Linked DNA regions of Mus musculus: all the other regions are linked to region 2. The links are chromatin contacts, called in public HiChIP or PLAC-seq maps. All regions are on one chromosome and are shown on one strand. The core of a region is the stretch at or near the end of the contact, and the rest is flanking DNA. Distances in the headings are between cores, read along the strand shown. Region 1 overlaps Syn3 (synapsin III). Region 2 holds the start of Timp3 (tissue inhibitor of metalloproteinase 3). Region 3 overlaps Syn3 (synapsin III).

Region 1 (2,700 bases), core at 198-2,697, 130 kb before region 2:
TTGACAAGTACAGACAGGGCCTCCTTGGTCCTTAGGATCAGAACAAGAGAAATGGTTCAGAAGGCGACTTGAGCCATCACTGTTGCTCTGGGGCCCTCTGTCTTTCGCTGTTTTGTTTTTTTTTTTTTTTTTTTTGCTTTAGTTTTTGTTTTTCCTCTCTTATCCTATTTCTACTTCACCCACTCAGGGTTAGAGGACATGTGTGGGGTGGGAGCTATGAGGCTATGGAAGGATTCTACATGCCCGTGATATTTTCTCAAAAACTTGCAAAATCTCAGAGTTCCACTGTAGTCATCTATGGCTATGCATTTGTAGTCTGTCTTAGGGTTTTATTGCTGTGAAGAGACACCGTGACCACGGCAACTTTTGTAAAGGAAGACATTTCACTGGGGCTGGCTCATAGTTTCAGAAATGTAGTCCATTAGCGTCATGGCAGGAAGCATGGCAGCATGCGGGCAGGCATGGTGCTGGAGCTGAGAGTTCTACCTTTTGATAGACAGTTGCAGGAGGAGACTGTTCCACATTGGGCCACTGTGGGGCCTGCCTCCACAGTGACATGCTTTCTCCAACAAAACCACATCCACTCCAAAAAGGACACACCTCCTAATGTTGCCAGTCCCTATGGTCAAGCATTCAAATACATGAGTCTATGAGAACCATATCTATTCAAACCATCACACAGTCCCATTGCTGTGTGTATCCCTAGAATCAAAAGCCAGGACTGAGCCAGATATTTGTACATGTTCATCAATTGCAACCCTGTTAATATTCGTCACTGAGATTTACATTTCAAGTGTTATTCCCTTCCCCAATAGAATACCTTGTAGTTCCTTTGTGTCGTCGGGAACTAGCAAGGGCATTTGTACAACCACCACATTTTCAACTCCATAAAGCATAATCAATTTACTTATTTGAGTATATCATTTGTTGGGCAGGATAGAAGCTCTCTCCTTCCTCAGAATATGAACAGAAGTCCCTGTTTCTGCTTCTTGACACAGGACAAGCTGAGCACAGGTGGGACCTCTTCCTAGAAACTGTCCCTTCCTATCTTGGTTTAGGGATCCAGTTCAAGTTGGCTCAAAGCCCTACCTGGCTACATCATACTGGAACTCCTGTGGCCTCTTGAGAAGAAAATAAGTGCCTGGGAAAAGGACCTGAACTTCTAGAAACACTAGTCCCGGCTAGAGAAAGGAAGTGGGGAAACAGCCCATTTATACACAAGAAAGTGGCCCCAGGGCTCCCCTTGGCTGAGCCTCATCTTAATTTGGAACCATTTCACAGTGGACCTTTGCGATGATGACCAGTTCAAACTGAGCTGCTTAAAATGCTTGAAGCAAAAGCCTAGGGACTTGCAAATCAACCTTAGAAAGAAATTAGCTATGTCTTGTCTCAGAACTCCCAATGCCTGCTCCAAAATAAACACATAAGCTATGCTGGCGGGGAAAGCACGGCCCTTGTTCCTTCTTCGTTTTAGAAACACCATGTGTGCGTTATTTTAAATAGGCGCCAGCGCATGAGGCCCTTTTAACAAGATTGAAAACAGATGGGGCCTTAGGCTATTCAGTAGCTCTCAAAAACTAGCTTGGGACGTGCTAAGCCATCCTGTGTCCAGGCAATGCTCATTTGCTTGTTGAAACACAAGTTCAGCCGGGCCTCTGGGTCCCAGAGAGCATGTGTCTGCTTCCTGTGGCAGGTGTGTGAGCCAAGGAAAGGAAATATCTCCTCTCACCACATTTACTGTGTTTGCATTTGGTTAACCCTTCACCACCTCTGGAGCAGTGGGATGGCTCTGATATTGAGCAGCTTTGGAGTTGTGGAATTTTGCTGGCCTTGGGCAGCCTGGGCAAAGGAGGATTGGGCTAGTCTTGGTCATCTTGGGAGAAGGGGTAGGGGTCTTCTGGTTTGGGGCCTGATGCTTCTGGGGCTAAAAACAACTGTTGTGTGACAAAACATTTCCTGGGGAGGTGCAATACACACACACACACACACACACACACACACACACACACACATATCTACTCATCCCAGATAGGGTGCATGCCAGACCAAAGAATGGATGCCACCAAAGTCTAATTTGGTGAACCATAAGTTTTATTGAGGTCACTTATAGGAATATGGATGAGGGGTTACTTACAGGAGTAGAAATAACTCAAAGACAGCTGTATCACCAAAGCCTGGGACAGCATGGGTGACCGCTCACATAGCTGGGAACCTGGAGCACACTGCACAGCCGGCAGGCAGCTCAACAAGTTGGAGAGTGTCCTTAACCTCCTTCCTGGAAGATTGGCTTGTTTCTGCTTCTTTTAAGCAGCTAGACTGGTCTCAGTCCCCTTTGTAGTTCTGTTTAGCTAGTCTGCGAGGGACTCTCAACTGTTCCTGTTTACATTGGTAGGGAGGGTCTTAGTGTGTCTGGTCGGTTTCAGGGACTTCCTAAAGGTGTTCTGAGTTGTTTACCTTCCTGCTTAAGGAGCTTCCCTGCAGGATAGAATGTTTCAATCACCGAAGAAACTGTTACATAGCAGTAGCTTACCCTGACCTTCTGTGGCTCAGATCTCTCCAAAAGCTGCTACTGTTCTTACTCCAAATAGGCAGAGCCCTTCTAGTGGCTAGAGGCACTTCTCAATTAGATCTCTCCCAGGTGGATGACAGACCCTGTCTCAAAAAAAAAAAAAGTGGGAGATGCTTCATGAAGAGCAACAC
Region 2 (2,700 bases), core at 115-2,614:
GCCAGCTTCCACTTCCCCTGGAGCCCTCCAAACACTAATGTCCCCAACACTCCTCTGGATAGTGGGTTCTACTTCTTATCAAGTCCCTCTAATCAGCACAGTCTCTTTGAGACCATCACCACAAGCGATGAGACCTTTGGCAGCTTTGCTCTTTTGGTGACAAATCTGCTTTCTCCGATGATACTCACTCTCTCCCTCCTCACAAACATTCCGGGGGAAGAAAAAATATATCTTCCTGTGAATTTTCACAGCTCTATGATAAGTGATTCCCCCACAGTCACCTCAGGCCAGCTATCAACACTCTGATGCAGTTCTCCCAGGGAGGAGGGCAATCCCACAGTTTCCGCCCCCCCCCTCCCCGTTTTTTTTTCATCTCCCCCTCCCCCCTTTTCCAGCCACCCAAACTTGGCAGGCAAGAAGCTCCATTAGCACTTGCCGGGAGAGCCTGCAGCTAGGCTGAGTTTCTCAAGGAAAAGAATGAAGTTCAAGGGCGCGGGAGATAAGCAATCTTTGAAGCTAGGAGTTTTCTCTCTCGCAACTCCACCCGCACAGACTACAACTTGTAAAGTGTCGTCGAGGTCCCAGAACTTCAGTTAGCGTTCCAACTTTTCAGAATCTCTCACCCTCCTTCTCCAGCTCTTTTCCCTTCAAGGCAATGGGGAAATTTTTCTAGATATCAAGCAGGACCTCGTTCACGCTCGCCCGCCAGAGACCACTAGGCCACTGGTTGGGTTCCCTCTGCAGGGCATCTCCCCACACAGAGTCCCCGCCCAGGGAAACTGAGTCTTCCGGAGCACTTACCGATGTCGGAGTTGCAGAAGGCATCCTGGGGATGGCTGGGAGAGCATGTGCACGCTTCCGCGCCCCAGTGCCCAAGGCTCCAGCAGCTCAGGAGCACGACAAGCCCAAGCCAGGGAGTCATGGTAGCTGTTGTGGTCCGCTGCGGGGACTGCCGCTCTTTTCTTCAAAGTTGCCGAGCGCTAGCGCTGATGCTACAGTCCGAGCTCACTCGCTGGGTTTAACCGGGCACTGTGCACGGTGGGCAACGATGAGCTCCGGGGAAGTGCCTTCCAAGTAGCCCGGCGGGACAGGACTAAGTGGCCAAGGGTCGCTGGAACACGAGTCCGCGGAGCCAACGAGTGGCCTCCCGGAGAAGGATCGGGAAGCGGAGAAGCGGGAGAAGAAGATTCTTGGCGCTGGCGGCTGCCCGCTGCCCACTGTGAGCGAGAGTCCAGGGCTGCAGAGTGATATAGGGGCGCGAGGGGACCCAGCCCCTCGGGAGCTCGGGGTCCGCCCCCTCCGACCAATGGCAGCGCCGCATTACCTCATCGGCCCTCCAAAAAGGGGGCGGGGCCGGGGGGCGCGGGGCGACAGGGCGGAGCCGGCCCGGACCGTTCAGATCCTTATAGGGAATAATGCAGTTGTGGGCACGCGAGTGGGTGGGCTGGGCGCGTCCTGGGCCGGTGTGCGCTACAGCGGCGTCCCACGGCCCCTTCGCCCTACGCCCACCGCCTCTCTATGAGCCTTGGACCTAAACAAGGATTCAGTCCCAGCCACCCAGCCTTCCTGCATAATCTCTTCCAAGGGCCCCAGGTGGCCCGCACCCTGAAGTCCTTGATCACGCCTCCTGGAAAAAGTCAAGAAGGAAGCCTCAAAGAAATTTTCACCTTCTTATCTTTCCTAGAGAGAGCAGGGAGTAAGAGGAAACCGCTGGACATCAGCTTCCCTCACCTCCCACCCCCAACACACACACACACACACACACACACACACACACACACACACACACCTCTGCCTTTGTGGGATGGCTGTGGTAATTGCCATTGGGGGTAAATGGATCTGTGGAATTATTCAACAGACCCTGTTCTGGACGTCAAGCAAGCCCTTGCAACCAGGGCGATTGTGCTAGTATGATGAGGAAACTAGAATAGTTGGAGACCTAGGTTAGAATGACTAAGAGGGCGTTGTTTTCTGTGGGACAGTAAAAGATGTGACATCATGCCAGAAGAACATCAATCACAAAGGCCTGGGTCTTCTTTGAAGGAAAGAATATAGGGAAAGGGGGAGTATGATAGCTGGTCTCCCTGGTGGCAGACAGCAATCCTTCCTTCTGCAAGGAACATTTGAGGTAAAGCAATCAGTACGTGGAATAAAACCAGTTCTTAGAGAAAACCACCTATAGAGCAATATTGGTAACATTATTACCAACCCATTTTAAATAACATCTTAATTGGGGTGTGTGTGTGTGTGTGTGTGCTCATGCTGTTTTTTGAGACATAGTCTTACTATGTAGCCCAGGCTGACCTTGAACTCAAGATCTTCCTGAGTCAGGCTTCTGTTAGAGTTACAGATGTGCAGCGTCATACCTGGCCTATGCTCTCTTTTTAAAAGCAGGATTCCATACTCCATCTCGTTGTGTTCACATATTCCTTCTAGTTGGGGAAAGTGAGAACAGGTGTCCTGTGTACCTTCCAGCTGAAGAAGCAGGCCCAGAAAGGGATGCTCCCACCACACTCTCTAGCTGGCTCTTCTTACCAAAAGGGATGTACATCCCTGACTCAGCATCCCTTTGACCGATAGTACTCTTTTAGAGTAATCTCTCTCCCCTCTCTCCTACCTGGTTTTGAAGGAGACCTGTGTTTTAGCTGCAGAATGCTGTAAACTTGTAACAAATGAGGAAAATCCAAGGGACTCCCTTGG
Region 3 (2,700 bases), core at 63-2,562, 90 kb before region 2:
GAAGTTCATAGGCCCAGTTTTTTCTGATAGGATTTTAATCATATCATGACTGTGATGATTAAATGTGATATGATCATAATATGGGCCCATGTGCTCATATGAATCATAGGTGCTCATAGGAATTATAGATAAAATAGTCCCAATTTACATTACATTTACCTATATAGATAAATTTATAGGATAGAACCCTTTCTACTTTTAGGAGTAAGTTATTCATCGGTGTTATTTATCACTGTGTGCCTTGTGGGCAGTGTGTAGAGATAGTGTTTCTTTCTTTCTTTTTTTTAAGATTTATTTATTTATTATATGTAAGTACACTATAGCTGTCTTCAGACACTCCAGAAGAGGGCCCCAGATCTCGTTATGGATGGTTGTGGGCCACCATGTGGTTGCTGGGAATTGAACTCAGGGCCTTCGGAAGAGCAGTCAGTGCTCTTGACCGCTGAGCCATCTCTCCAGCCCCGAGAGAGAGAGTGTTTCTTATGTGTCCACTATAGTACATTCTGCCTCTGTGTTTCCATTCAAATGTCTGTTTAGCACACAAAATTACAAAAACACACTGTTGGAAATGACCTCCACAATGGTTGTGTAATATATATTTGAAATGCAAATGAATTTTGTATTCAGAGCAATTAAATACAAAAGGTGATTTAAGATGGAGTTTCTCAGGACACGTCACATGGAGTCTCTAAGTCCACTGTTTTAAGCAGTATAGGATAACTTAGAACAGGGCACAGCCTGATGCTTCAGGTAGGCATGGTAGAGAGATGCTACCACTCTTTCCTCACTCTGACTTCCGATCCCTAGCTGGGGCCATGCAGAAGCCAGAAAGCAGGAGAACTGTGTTGGTGCTGCCCAGAGAACTGGGTTTTACTGGGGCTTAGAATAGGGCGGGGAGTCAGTCTAGGAAAGACTAACGTATGAACTCTTCAGTGGACAGCCTCACTAAGCCCCTGCTTCTGAGGTCAGATTCTGGTATCCATTTACAAGTTTTAATTGATAGTTTAATCATCAGTCTTTGCAGTAATTAAATTCTCATTCTGCTCTCTGGCCAGCACACAAAACACAGGTCTGTGGGCTAACCGTATTGAGGTGCTTGAAGCACTCAGATCTTTCAGTTCCTAAGGAAATCCACTTGTTTCATTTAGAAAGCAGAGCAGGGGTCAGTTCAGGGCATGTTGAAATCATGTTCTGTGGATGGCAGGGCTCTTCTGAGCTCAGACTAGAGCCTGGCTCCACCAAGCAGTGAGGAAAGGGGGCAGCTGTGTTCACCCAGACAGATGGAATTGGAACTCCGAATGAGAGACACCAAGAATGCAAAACACCCAAGTAGGCAGATGTTAATGAGGCCCAAGCTCATTATTCAAGCCAGCTCTTAGTCTGTAGCATTGAGCAATTCTAAATCTCAGGCAGCCATTCAAACCACAGTGGCTGATAATGTGCATCACTCATTAGAAGGCCCAGACATCAGAGAGTTGGAGAGTGGGAACCAGAAAGCATCAGGAACCAAGAGCTCGAGGAAAATCATCAAAGGGTTTCAGATCCCTACACACACCCCCTACTCCAGGACCCACCCAAGCAGACTATTTGCTGAGAGAATGTGTGAGGCAAGAGAGAAATGCCTGAGTTTATCCTAGCTAGAAGGGGACAGTACATCGGATCATTAAAAAAACTTCAAATTGCCTCTCAGAACTGTCTGTGTGTCCCCTGTGGCCCTGGGCAAGAAGGAAGAGCAATTTGTCCGAGCCCCTTAATGTAAGAACTGGAGTCAGTATCCAACCTTCTCCAACTTTCTATCTGGGAACTCCAAACATTCCAGCAAAAAGGGGCAGGGCTGGGCATTAGTTCAGTAAGTAAAGTTCTTGCCCCAGCTGAGTTTGGATCACCAGTAGAGCAGAGTGTCTCTGTAACCCAGGCACTGGGAAGTGAAGACGGGGGATCCCTTGTTGTCCAGCCAGTCTTGCCTACTCAGCAAACTCTGGGACTCACTGAGAAACCCTGTCCCCCAAAATAAGGTAAACAGTGAGTGAGGCTCCTAGTATCAACCTCTGGTTCCGACTTGCATGGCACACACACACTCACGCAGGCACACACACTTTGTATGAATAATATTCCGTTGCTTCTTATTTCACATATGCTTACCCTAAGCATTGGATTTTAAATTCCAGGTAATCATTCACTGAGTGAATACTGAAGACCCGGCAGAGTCTGCAAGTGTGGCTCAGAACCCAATTTCCCCGTTAAGGCACCTACCTGTATGTGTGTGGGAAATTATTCTCATTGACTGGTCTAAAGATATCTACACCCCATGGGCTTTCCCGTCTCCCATTCATTCACACTAGAAGTAGAGGATAGAGCTGTGAGCCAAACAGCCCCCACGCTGATATTTAAGTTGTGGATATGTAGCCTCACAGCAGGTTCCGTGAGAGCAGCTGGTGTCTGAGGCAGAAAAGCACAGAAGCCTCTCCCAAGAGCTGACTGAAGCTAAATGAGACCAGAGTGAGCCCCGTGGCTCTGGAAGAAGAGCCTTAGCCTCTCATTTGACTTTGTGTGGATCCTAAATTCCTGTTTTGGGCCCCAGTATGTAGAGTCCAGGGCATCATGCATTCAACACAGGCGCTCTATCAACTGAACTTAAAAAAAGACTGACTGGGGCAAATCTCTCTACATGCTAGCCATGCTTTTTGAAACACTTCTATA

The links. HiChIP or PLAC-seq counts read pairs in DNA pulled down with a chosen protein or histone mark.
Region 1: an H3K4me3 HiChIP or PLAC-seq map of embryonic limb bud shows a contact between it and region 2, with 4 times the contacts expected there. The contact joins the enhancer-like site here to the promoter of Timp3 in region 2. A contact is called at or near these places in 12 of 39 promoter capture datasets (the 3T3-L1 cell line, 3T3-L1-derived adipocytes, embryonic stem cells and 8 more), 1 of 15 datasets of contacts at CTCF or cohesin (the NIH/3T3 cell line), 4 of 484 Hi-C or Micro-C datasets (the F1.1 cell line, the HL-1 cell line, nephron progenitors and 1 more), 12 of 115 datasets of contacts at active chromatin or transcription factors (craniofacial prominence, differentiating embryonic stem cells, embryonic basal ganglia and 8 more) and 4 of 9 other capture datasets (adipose tissue, embryonic stem cells, liver and 1 more).
Region 3: an H3K4me3 HiChIP or PLAC-seq map of neural progenitor cells shows a contact between it and region 2, with 26 read pairs. The contact joins the enhancer-like site here to the promoter of Timp3 in region 2. A contact is called at or near these places in 5 of 39 promoter capture datasets (embryonic stem cells, frontonasal cranial neural crest, hippocampal neurons and 2 more), 7 of 484 Hi-C or Micro-C datasets (the N1E-115 cell line, cortical neurons, cumulus cells and 3 more), 3 of 115 datasets of contacts at active chromatin or transcription factors (embryonic stem cells and neural progenitor cells) and 1 of 9 other capture datasets (adipose tissue).

Annotation. Positions count from the first base shown.
Region 1 is chr10:86,424,713-86,427,412 of GRCm38.p6, reverse strand. All of the region lies in intron 3 of Syn3 (synapsin III), which reads left to right. Among named protein-coding and RNA genes, the nearest start is that of Syn3, 73 kb to the left of the region's middle. Within about 2 kb of position 1,447, at least 47 of the 459 cell types and tissues checked have an H3K27ac peak or open chromatin away from gene starts, as enhancers often do. A contact at or near this core is called in craniofacial prominence, embryonic limb bud, forebrain and 3 more, where this site is marked.
Region 2 is chr10:86,299,076-86,301,775 of GRCm38.p6, reverse strand. It overlaps Timp3 (tissue inhibitor of metalloproteinase 3), which reads right to left and starts at 1,364. Exons shown (of 5, transcript NM_011595.2): 1 at 802-1,364. The coding sequence starts at 922. All of the region lies in intron 6 of Syn3 (synapsin III), which reads left to right.
Region 3 is chr10:86,388,738-86,391,437 of GRCm38.p6, reverse strand. All of the region lies in intron 4 of Syn3 (synapsin III), which reads left to right. Among named protein-coding and RNA genes, the nearest start is that of Timp3, 90 kb to the right of the region's middle. Within about 2 kb of position 1,312, at least 58 of the 459 cell types and tissues checked have an H3K27ac peak or open chromatin away from gene starts, as enhancers often do. A contact at or near this core is called in the N1E-115 cell line, adipose tissue, cortical neurons and 1 more, where this site is marked.